Regions from separate parts of the Danio rerio genome. Here region 1 is linked to region 2. A link is a contact called in public HiChIP or PLAC-seq data. All regions are on one chromosome and are shown on one strand. Each heading gives the region's core, a stretch centred on a gene start, on an enhancer-like site or on the middle of the called end of the contact. The rest is flanking DNA. Distances are from core to core; before and after follow the strand shown. Region 1 holds the start of ankra2 (ankyrin repeat, family A (RFXANK-like), 2). Region 2 holds the start of hexb (hexosaminidase B (beta polypeptide)).

Region 1 (4,026 bases), core at 1,115-3,614, 370 kb before region 2:
GGCCAGTGACAGTGCACTCTCTCTCCCCTTGGCCAAGAGATGTGGATCTGCGCCCTGAAAAAAACAAACATCTGTTAGTATCTGGATATTTTAGCCAGCTGGCTTTTTGATTTGCAAAAATGTACAAAGCATGGATTGAAGCAAAGATGACAGCACGCGTCAGCCAAATATTTCCCACTGACATGTAAATATGCAGGTATATTTAGACTATATAAACTCGTTAAGCAATTGTGAGAAACAGATGTGGTGAATGTGTATTTTGTGCTCACACTCTGTAACAGGAACTCCACCACAGCGATTTGTCCATGAGCTGCTGCCCACATGAGTGGAGTGAATCCCTCCTCATCCTGTAGGTTTATCACAGACTCTGAACAACAAAAGGAAAAGATGATCAAAACTCTTACTGTGGTATAGGTGAACTATTCCTTTAAGTGGAAGCTAGTTGACAATCAGGAAATTAATAAAATGTCACTGAAAAAGAGCCTAACAACAGCCACAGCCAAATCGTGCGAAACAACACAAGGTACTTCATGTTGTCCCAACACAAATTGGTTAAGTTAACTGAATTGTTTTTTAAATTTAAGGGAACATAAACACTTGAGTTGCCCCCAAATAACTTAAGAATTGAGTTGGTTCAACTGATATTAAATCAATAGTTTCAACAAGCAGCAAAAGTAATTTTTTGAGTGCACAGAATGGAAAAATTACATTCAAATAAAAGAAAAATCAAATATTTAATCCAATATGAAAAACATCATGACTTGGGAAAATTGGCTTTCAAAATTCCATGATATTCCATTATCCATGGAAACCCTGTTTTACAAAATAAATAAACTTGCCTTGTTCTATTCGACTTGCTAAAAACACCATCTCTCCTTGTGCTGCCAACTGATGTATCGACAGTGCTAGAACAGATTTGAAAGAGCAGTAATTTAAATTAAGTTATGCTTATGATTTATTTTAAAAAGGAGGTTGACAAATATGATGTGAAGACTTACAGTGAACAAGCAAGGGAGTGGATGAGACCTCATTCCCACGGTGTTTGTTAGTGAGAGTGGTGGACTGCTTGATGGGAGAGAAGTGTTTGGTGGTCGATGGCGTGTACACATGCCTAACCTGAATACCAGGTGACGGAGAGGTTTGAATATTACACTCCGCTGTAAAGAGAAAGAGGCAGAGACGAGGCATATGAATGACACTCATGACAGTAAAAGTTGGTCATTTGGCTCCATTTATTTGCTTTACCTTTAAATAAAACAGAAGCCACCTCCAGATCAGAGTTCACCTGGTCCTGGATATTTTTACTGTCTTCCTCGTTCAGCGACTTCACAAAGCGTGAGCACACGTTCATGTCAAAGCGATTGGGTAATATAAACTTTATGCCCATGGCGTTCTGTGAGCTGGCATCCTCTGTCGAGCCAATGCTGACTGATGGCTCCACTTTGATGCCCGTCACCTCTGGTAAGGGGCACAAACCCTCCATCTCCTCTGATGCCATTGACCACTCAGGATTTGCAGTATTTCAATGAAGCTAACAGTTCCAGAGCAGGTTCCGTAGATATAATAAACCCCTTATGGTAACTTGATGTTTGGCCCCATGTAGAAAGAAGCTTTTCTACCTGGGTATTTAGATAGTGGAAAACGGTGAATAATCAGATTAATTTCACACAAACTGTAGCTCACATTTACAACTGTAGTTTTGTTAGCTAATTTAAAAGCGTTCAACATTGGTGATTTCTCATGTTGGGTCTATAACCACAAAGCAGTCACTAACAGCAATAATAGACTAATGGTAACGTTATAACAAATATTGTTATGGTTTATAACTGATAAGATTATATAATTTAATTTTAAACTCTGCTCGTTTGGAAATAAAAGCTCTTTAATCCTGGACAATAACGTACATCACCTCCCATTCCCGTAACGAACGTACACAACTGAACACGTTTAATGTCAATGACCAAAACAACCCTGGTTAGCCAACCAGCTAACGACCGCTAACAGATATATTGCGCTGGAAATGGAACATATAGTGTACTGATATATCTCAGTTCCAGCCTTTTTTTTAGATCAGACAGAAATCAGATTGCGAGAGAGCACACCGGGCTAATTCATTTGTCAGCTTTACTTAGCTTGATTTCTTATGCAGAATTAAAGGGCTAAGGATACTATCTAATGACTTCAGCATAAACATCGACAACTGTACATGTTGTGAAACATTTTAATCAATTGAAAAGCGTCGTCTATATTAATAGTGAAATCATATATACCTACCGTTTATTAATATCGTTTGTTTTGAAATGACGGGTTGTCCTTGAAGTAAACTGTAAATAAAGCTTTTTCGAACGCTGAGAGGGCGGAGTCAAGCGGCTGCATGTGGCTGTGGAAGATGAAAATATTAAACTATAACAAAATACAAAGGGTGTAATTTGAAATTATATTGCGCTCATTATAGTTCATAATTTTTTAATTGCGCTCATAATTTTAATTGTTGGTAAAGTTATTATATATGTGTGCTTGCTCTCTCTCTCTCTCTCTCTCTCTCTCTCTCTCTCTCTCTCTCTCTCTCTCTCTCTCTCTCCCTCTCTCCGTGTGTGTGTGTGTGTGTGTGTGTATGTGTGTACTACACACACACGCACACACATATAGGCCTATAGTAGATTGTGTGTGAACTGGTGTAATTTGTTTTAGCAACTCAATAAACAGGCTGTAGTTAAATGGTTAGTGGACTGAAGTAAATTATTTATAAGTTTCTATCTTCATAAAACAAAGTAAAATAAATCCATGCAGAGGTCACTTTTTCAAAGAAAATGTATAAAATAAAATAAAAAGCCAACGACAGAAAATAAGTTTCTTGGGCACTGTTTATCCAAAAACACCATTTCAAAAAACTAAACTACCATTTCTAAACTATTTCTAAATGACTAAACAACAACAACAACAACAACAAAACATCATCATTAATAATAGTAATATTATTATATTATAATAACTAGTTTATTACTATGTGCACAGACTTTTAATTTTCATTAAGTTGGCTCAAGTGCTTCTGGTAAACTGTCTTGCCATTGCAAAATCGCTACATTTAACATCTGGTTTCTTTAAAAATCAGTGATCTACACTAAACCAGTCAGAAAGCACTGAAAAAATCCATTGTTCCATGCAATGTCTTTAAAATATGGACATTTATTTTACCACATTATTTTCTATATAGTTTCTATGCTCATCTGCTGCTTATTTTGTATAATTATTATTAATTTATAGTTTGTGACATACAATGCATCCAGAAAGTATTCACAGCGCTTCAATTTTCCACAAATTTTATGATGCAGCCTTATTCCAAAATGGATTGAATTCATTTATTTCCTCAATATTCTTCACATAATACGCCTTAATAACAAGGTGAAAAGATTTTGTTTAAATTGCTGCAAATTTATTAAAAATAAAAAACCTGAAAAATCACATGTACATAGGTATTCACAGCCTTTGCCGTGAAGCTCTAAATTGAGCTCAGCTACATTCTGTTTCCACTGATTATTCTTGAGATGTTTTAGCAGCTTAATTGGAGTTCACCTGTAGTAAATTCAGTTGATTGGACATGATTTGAAATGGCATACACCTGTCTATGTTAGGTCCCAGGGTTGACAGTGCATGTCAAAGCAGAAACCAAGCATGAAGACAAAGGAATTGTCTGTAGACCTCTGAGACAGGATCGTCTCGAGGCACAAGGCTGGGGAAGGTTACAGGAAAATTTCTGCTGCTCTGAATGTTCCAATGAGCACAGTGGAAGATGTTTGGAACCACCAGTACTCTTTGCTGGCCGGCCATCCAAGCTGACTGATCGGGGGTGAAGGGCCTTAGTCAGGGAGGAAATCAATAACCCGATGGTCATTCTGTCTGTCTGTAGGGTAGAGTGGCCAGACGGAAGCCACTCCCCACCTGGAATTTGCCAAATGGCATGTGAAGAACTCTCAGACCATAAGAAACCAAATTCTCTGGTCTGATGAGACTAAGATTGAACTCTTT
Region 2 (4,086 bases), core at 945-3,444:
AATGGCTTAACTAGATTAATTAGGTTAACTATTCAGGTTAGGTTAATTAGGCAAGTTATTGTATTACGATGGTTTGTTCTGTAGACTATCGAAAAAAAAATTGCTTAAAGGGGAAAATCATTTTGTCCTTAAAATGGTGTTTAAAAATTTAAAACTGCTTTTATTCTAGGTGAAATAAAACGACTGTCTCCAGAAGAAAAAATATTATCAGACATACTGTGAAAATTTCCTTGCTCCCAGCATTGGAAAAATATTTTAAAGAGAAAAACAAAATTCAAAGTTGGGCTATTATTTCTGATTTCAACTGTATGTGGCAGATTTATAACTTGCCATATAAAATGAATCAGATTAAGTATTTTAATTATTGATCCTCAATGCCACTAAATTTGGACGCCTTCAGTGAATGATGACATATGAGAGTTAGGTGTTTGTGTTTTTCTGAAGATAAAAACTGAAGTGTTGATAGAAATAAAAGTATTCAGAGCGTTATACTGTCAAAGACAGGCAACACGATGGCTCAGTGGTTAGCACTGTCGCCTCACAGCAGGAAGGTTGCTGATTTGAAAACCAACTGGGTCAATTGGCATTTCTTTGTGGAGTTTGCATATTGATCTGGGTGCTCCGGTTTCCACTAAAGTCCAAAGACATGGCGTACAGGTGAATTAAATAAACAAATTTGGCCGTAGTGTATGTGTGTGAATGAGTGTGTATGGATGTGTCCTAGTACTGGGTTGCAGCTGCTTGGCCTCTGCTGTGTAAAACATATGCTGGATAAGTTGGCAGTTCATTCTGCTGTGGCGACACCAGATAAATAAAGGGACTAATCTGAAGAAAAACTAAAGACTGAAACTGTCCAAAACTAAGAGAGTGTAGTGTACACATAAAGCCAGAGTAAGTTTGCAGTAATACAGTAACCAGGAGTGGAAGATAATTAAAGCAACTAGTTTTACAAAAGAGCATTTCAATTTGTCCCTCTTTTTGATTTAAATACCATGATATCAGACATTTAGCAATTATTGTGCTATGGAAATACACATTTTGCTGAGAGCGTTACCATTTTAATGACTTATTTTGAAACATGTTTGAAGTCTGTCACCTCTGTTTTAATTGACTCATCTTGCAAACTGTAAAAAGGATTTAGCTGTTTTAGCTGTGGCAATTGTAGAACGATTGTATTTTCCCCTCAGCCATTTTTCTTGTTTCACTATCCAGTTTTGCAAGTTACCCACATGATAAAATACTATAGTGATTTGTCGTAAAAATTATAGTAGTGTACAAACTTTAGTAGTTTAGTATAGTAGTGTCACTTTCAATATCCCTGCTTAATCAAAGGTCACAACAGTGGAATAAAACCACCAATTACTCATATGTTTTACACAGAGAAGGTGTAACCATTAGTGCTGGCAAACACTCACACTCTGCCATTCACACATTATGACCAATTTAATTTATTCAATTAACCAACACCACATATCTTTGGACTGTGGGAGAAACCGGAGCACCAAGAGGAAACCCAGGCAGACACGGTGAAAACATGCTAACTCTACACAGAAATGCCTCGTGGTCCAGCTTGGACTCAAACCAGCAACCTTCTTGCTGTGAGGCGACACTGCTAACCATAGGGTACATTTGTCACTATTAACAAACCATTAACAAACAGTTAGCTCAATAAAGCACTATATGTAGCTTTTTAAGTTAGTAAGGTAGTAGTTGTGTTTTTGGATGTAGAAAGTGATCTTACTTTAATAAACTGCCAATATCTTAATAATGATATAATAAGCCAGTAATTGCTACTTCAGCTAAGGTTTGCCATAAGTATTACTGTAATTATGCTGTAATATTGACTATAGTAAACTGTATTTCGCCGTTTAGCATACTTTAGTCTTCACTACAGTAAACTGCACAAAACTAAAATGGGTCATATATTTCTATATTATTACTATAGTTGTTGTATTACCAAAGCCATATAATATATAATTACCACATCAATTTACCATACATGGTTCAGAAACACAAGTATTACCGCATACAGATTTTTTTCATTTGTGTAGCCTACATTTAACTATTTTGCTCGAGAGATAAAACGCTGAGGTTTGGTAATCTGTGCAGGTCAAATGTTCTTTAGGAGGGGAAGGTGTGACGGTTTGGAAGGTCCCATGACTTGGGTTGAGTCGAGGTAAACACCGCCTTTGGCTTTGAGCTTCGCACAGCACATCCACACACACACGAACAGTCCTCCGCTCAGACTGGAAGCAGAGTCAGTCAGCTGACCGCTCAACACAACCATGCTCTGTCTGCTCAAGTTTACCCCTCTGTTTTTGGTGGTAGCCGTATGTCACGGCTGGCTTTTTGGAGATCTTTTTGAAAAACAGAAAGAGCTGGATGAAATCTCTCTATGGCCTCTACCGCAGAAATACCAGTCGTCCGCGGTCGCTTTTAAACTCAGCGCCGCCAGCTTTCAAATCGTCCACGCCAAACAGTCCACCGCCGGACCGAGCTGCAGTCTACTCGAGAATGCATTTCGCAGGTAATTGTTACTGTATAATATTTCTCGATCGCATTTACGCCGATATTGTGTTATGAATGGCGCTGCGGTTTTGCCTTAACAGGAAGTATTAGCACGTGATTCATGTGAGCTCCCTGTCAATATATACAGTAAGCAGAGTCATGAACTGACTGCTTTGCCTTGCAGATATTTTGAATACATGTTTGGAGAGCTGAAAAGGCAGGAGAAAAGCCGAAAGAAAGCGTTTGATTCAGATCTCTCGGAGCTGCAGGTATGGATCACATCAGCTGATCCGGAGTGCGACGGTTACCCGAGTCTTCGAACCGACGAGTCATGTGAGCTCTTTTCTCTTCCGCCTCCGTGATCCTCAATGATCTGTAATCCGAAAGAAGATGGCCAAATCCACTAACAGACTGTCGGAGGTCTAATCCGGTTAACGAATTACCGTAATATAGAAGCTCTTTTTAGATGTAGTAACACTTGACCCAAGTTTAATGTAAACACTTTTCTTGGGATGTTATCAGAGAAGCTGCATCAGGATATCAACTTTAAACAGTGTTGGTATAAACCAGTCAGTGTTTTAGTTGTGTAAAGATATGCTTTCTCTTTGTAGATTCGCTGTCGGTTGATGAAACCTCAGCTGTGCTCAAAGCTGCTAATGTATGGGGAGCTTTGCGAGGTAAGCAAAACTTCACAATGAAATGGAGCTGTACAGTAAATACCACAAACAAGCACTCGCTTGGACATGCACAACATTAAAAAGGATGTATTAAATTAATCATAAGTGATTTTATTGCAAAAAATAAAATTAATAAATGTATAATTCATTTAAGTTTCTGGCGGTAGGATAACATTTTTACCATGGTGTCGTAATTACTGCTCTAAAATAAGTTATTTCAAATGGGTAAAAAATAATAACTTTTCCCCCATTGAACACATTATATTTTATTTTTAAGAAATATTTCTAATATTTTGGTGCAGTAAACATGTCAGGCTACATAGTGAAAATAAATCATTGACTTCTGCACTCTTCATTAGTCTCAAAAATACAAATTTCTTAACAACACGAAAAATGCATAAAAAAACTTTACATGTCCAATATGGTATGATGATAGCTAAAACAATAATTCTTTGTCAATGAAAAAAAGCATCAAAACCCCATTTTTAAATACTGGCTTTCAGAATTTTCTAGCACTTTACATTTAGAGAGACGCAATCTATCTGATGACAATGCTGGATTCGAAGCCACCTGAAAACCTTTTTTAATTTCCTGTCAAATGTCAAGGATAACAGTTTAAAGGTATAACCCTGTCCTCGTCTGCAAGATCACCTTATTGCTTGTGCCCACTGGCCTAGAAATGTATGTGTAACATTGTTAACCCATGAATAATGCTGGAGGAACTGAAGTAGTAATGGTTTTCAAAATCTTTTTTTGTTTGTTTTGTTTGCATTTCTTTTCTGACTTAATAATTGTTGCTTTTTATTGCTCTGTGTTGCTTTAAGGTCAAAATTCAAATCCAATGTATTTAAAAAAAACATTGGGAATGGTATGGCAGAGCAAAGAAAATACATTATTTGAA

The links. HiChIP or PLAC-seq counts read pairs in DNA pulled down with a chosen protein or histone mark.
Region 1: a contact with region 2 is called in an H3K4me3 HiChIP or PLAC-seq map of embryo, with 3 times the contacts expected there. The contact joins the promoter of ankra2 here to the promoter of hexb in region 2. A contact is called at or near these places in 4 of 18 Hi-C or Micro-C datasets (caudal fin, fibroblasts, hematopoietic stem cells and 1 more) and 2 of 4 datasets of contacts at active chromatin or transcription factors (caudal fin and embryo).

Annotation. Positions count from the first base shown.
Region 1 is chr5:35,604,578-35,608,603 of GRCz12tu, reverse strand. It overlaps ankra2 (ankyrin repeat, family A (RFXANK-like), 2), which reads right to left and starts at 2,364. Exons shown (of 9, transcript NM_213129.3): 1 at 2,275-2,364; 2 at 1,246-1,619; 3 at 999-1,157; 4 at 840-905; 5 at 270-367; 6 at 1-54. The coding sequence starts at 1,498.
Region 2 is chr5:35,237,752-35,241,837 of GRCz12tu, reverse strand. hexb (hexosaminidase B (beta polypeptide)) reads left to right here and starts at 2,194. Exons shown (of 14, transcript NM_001114845.2): 1 at 2,194-2,527; 2 at 2,693-2,841; 3 at 3,120-3,185. The coding sequence starts at 2,286.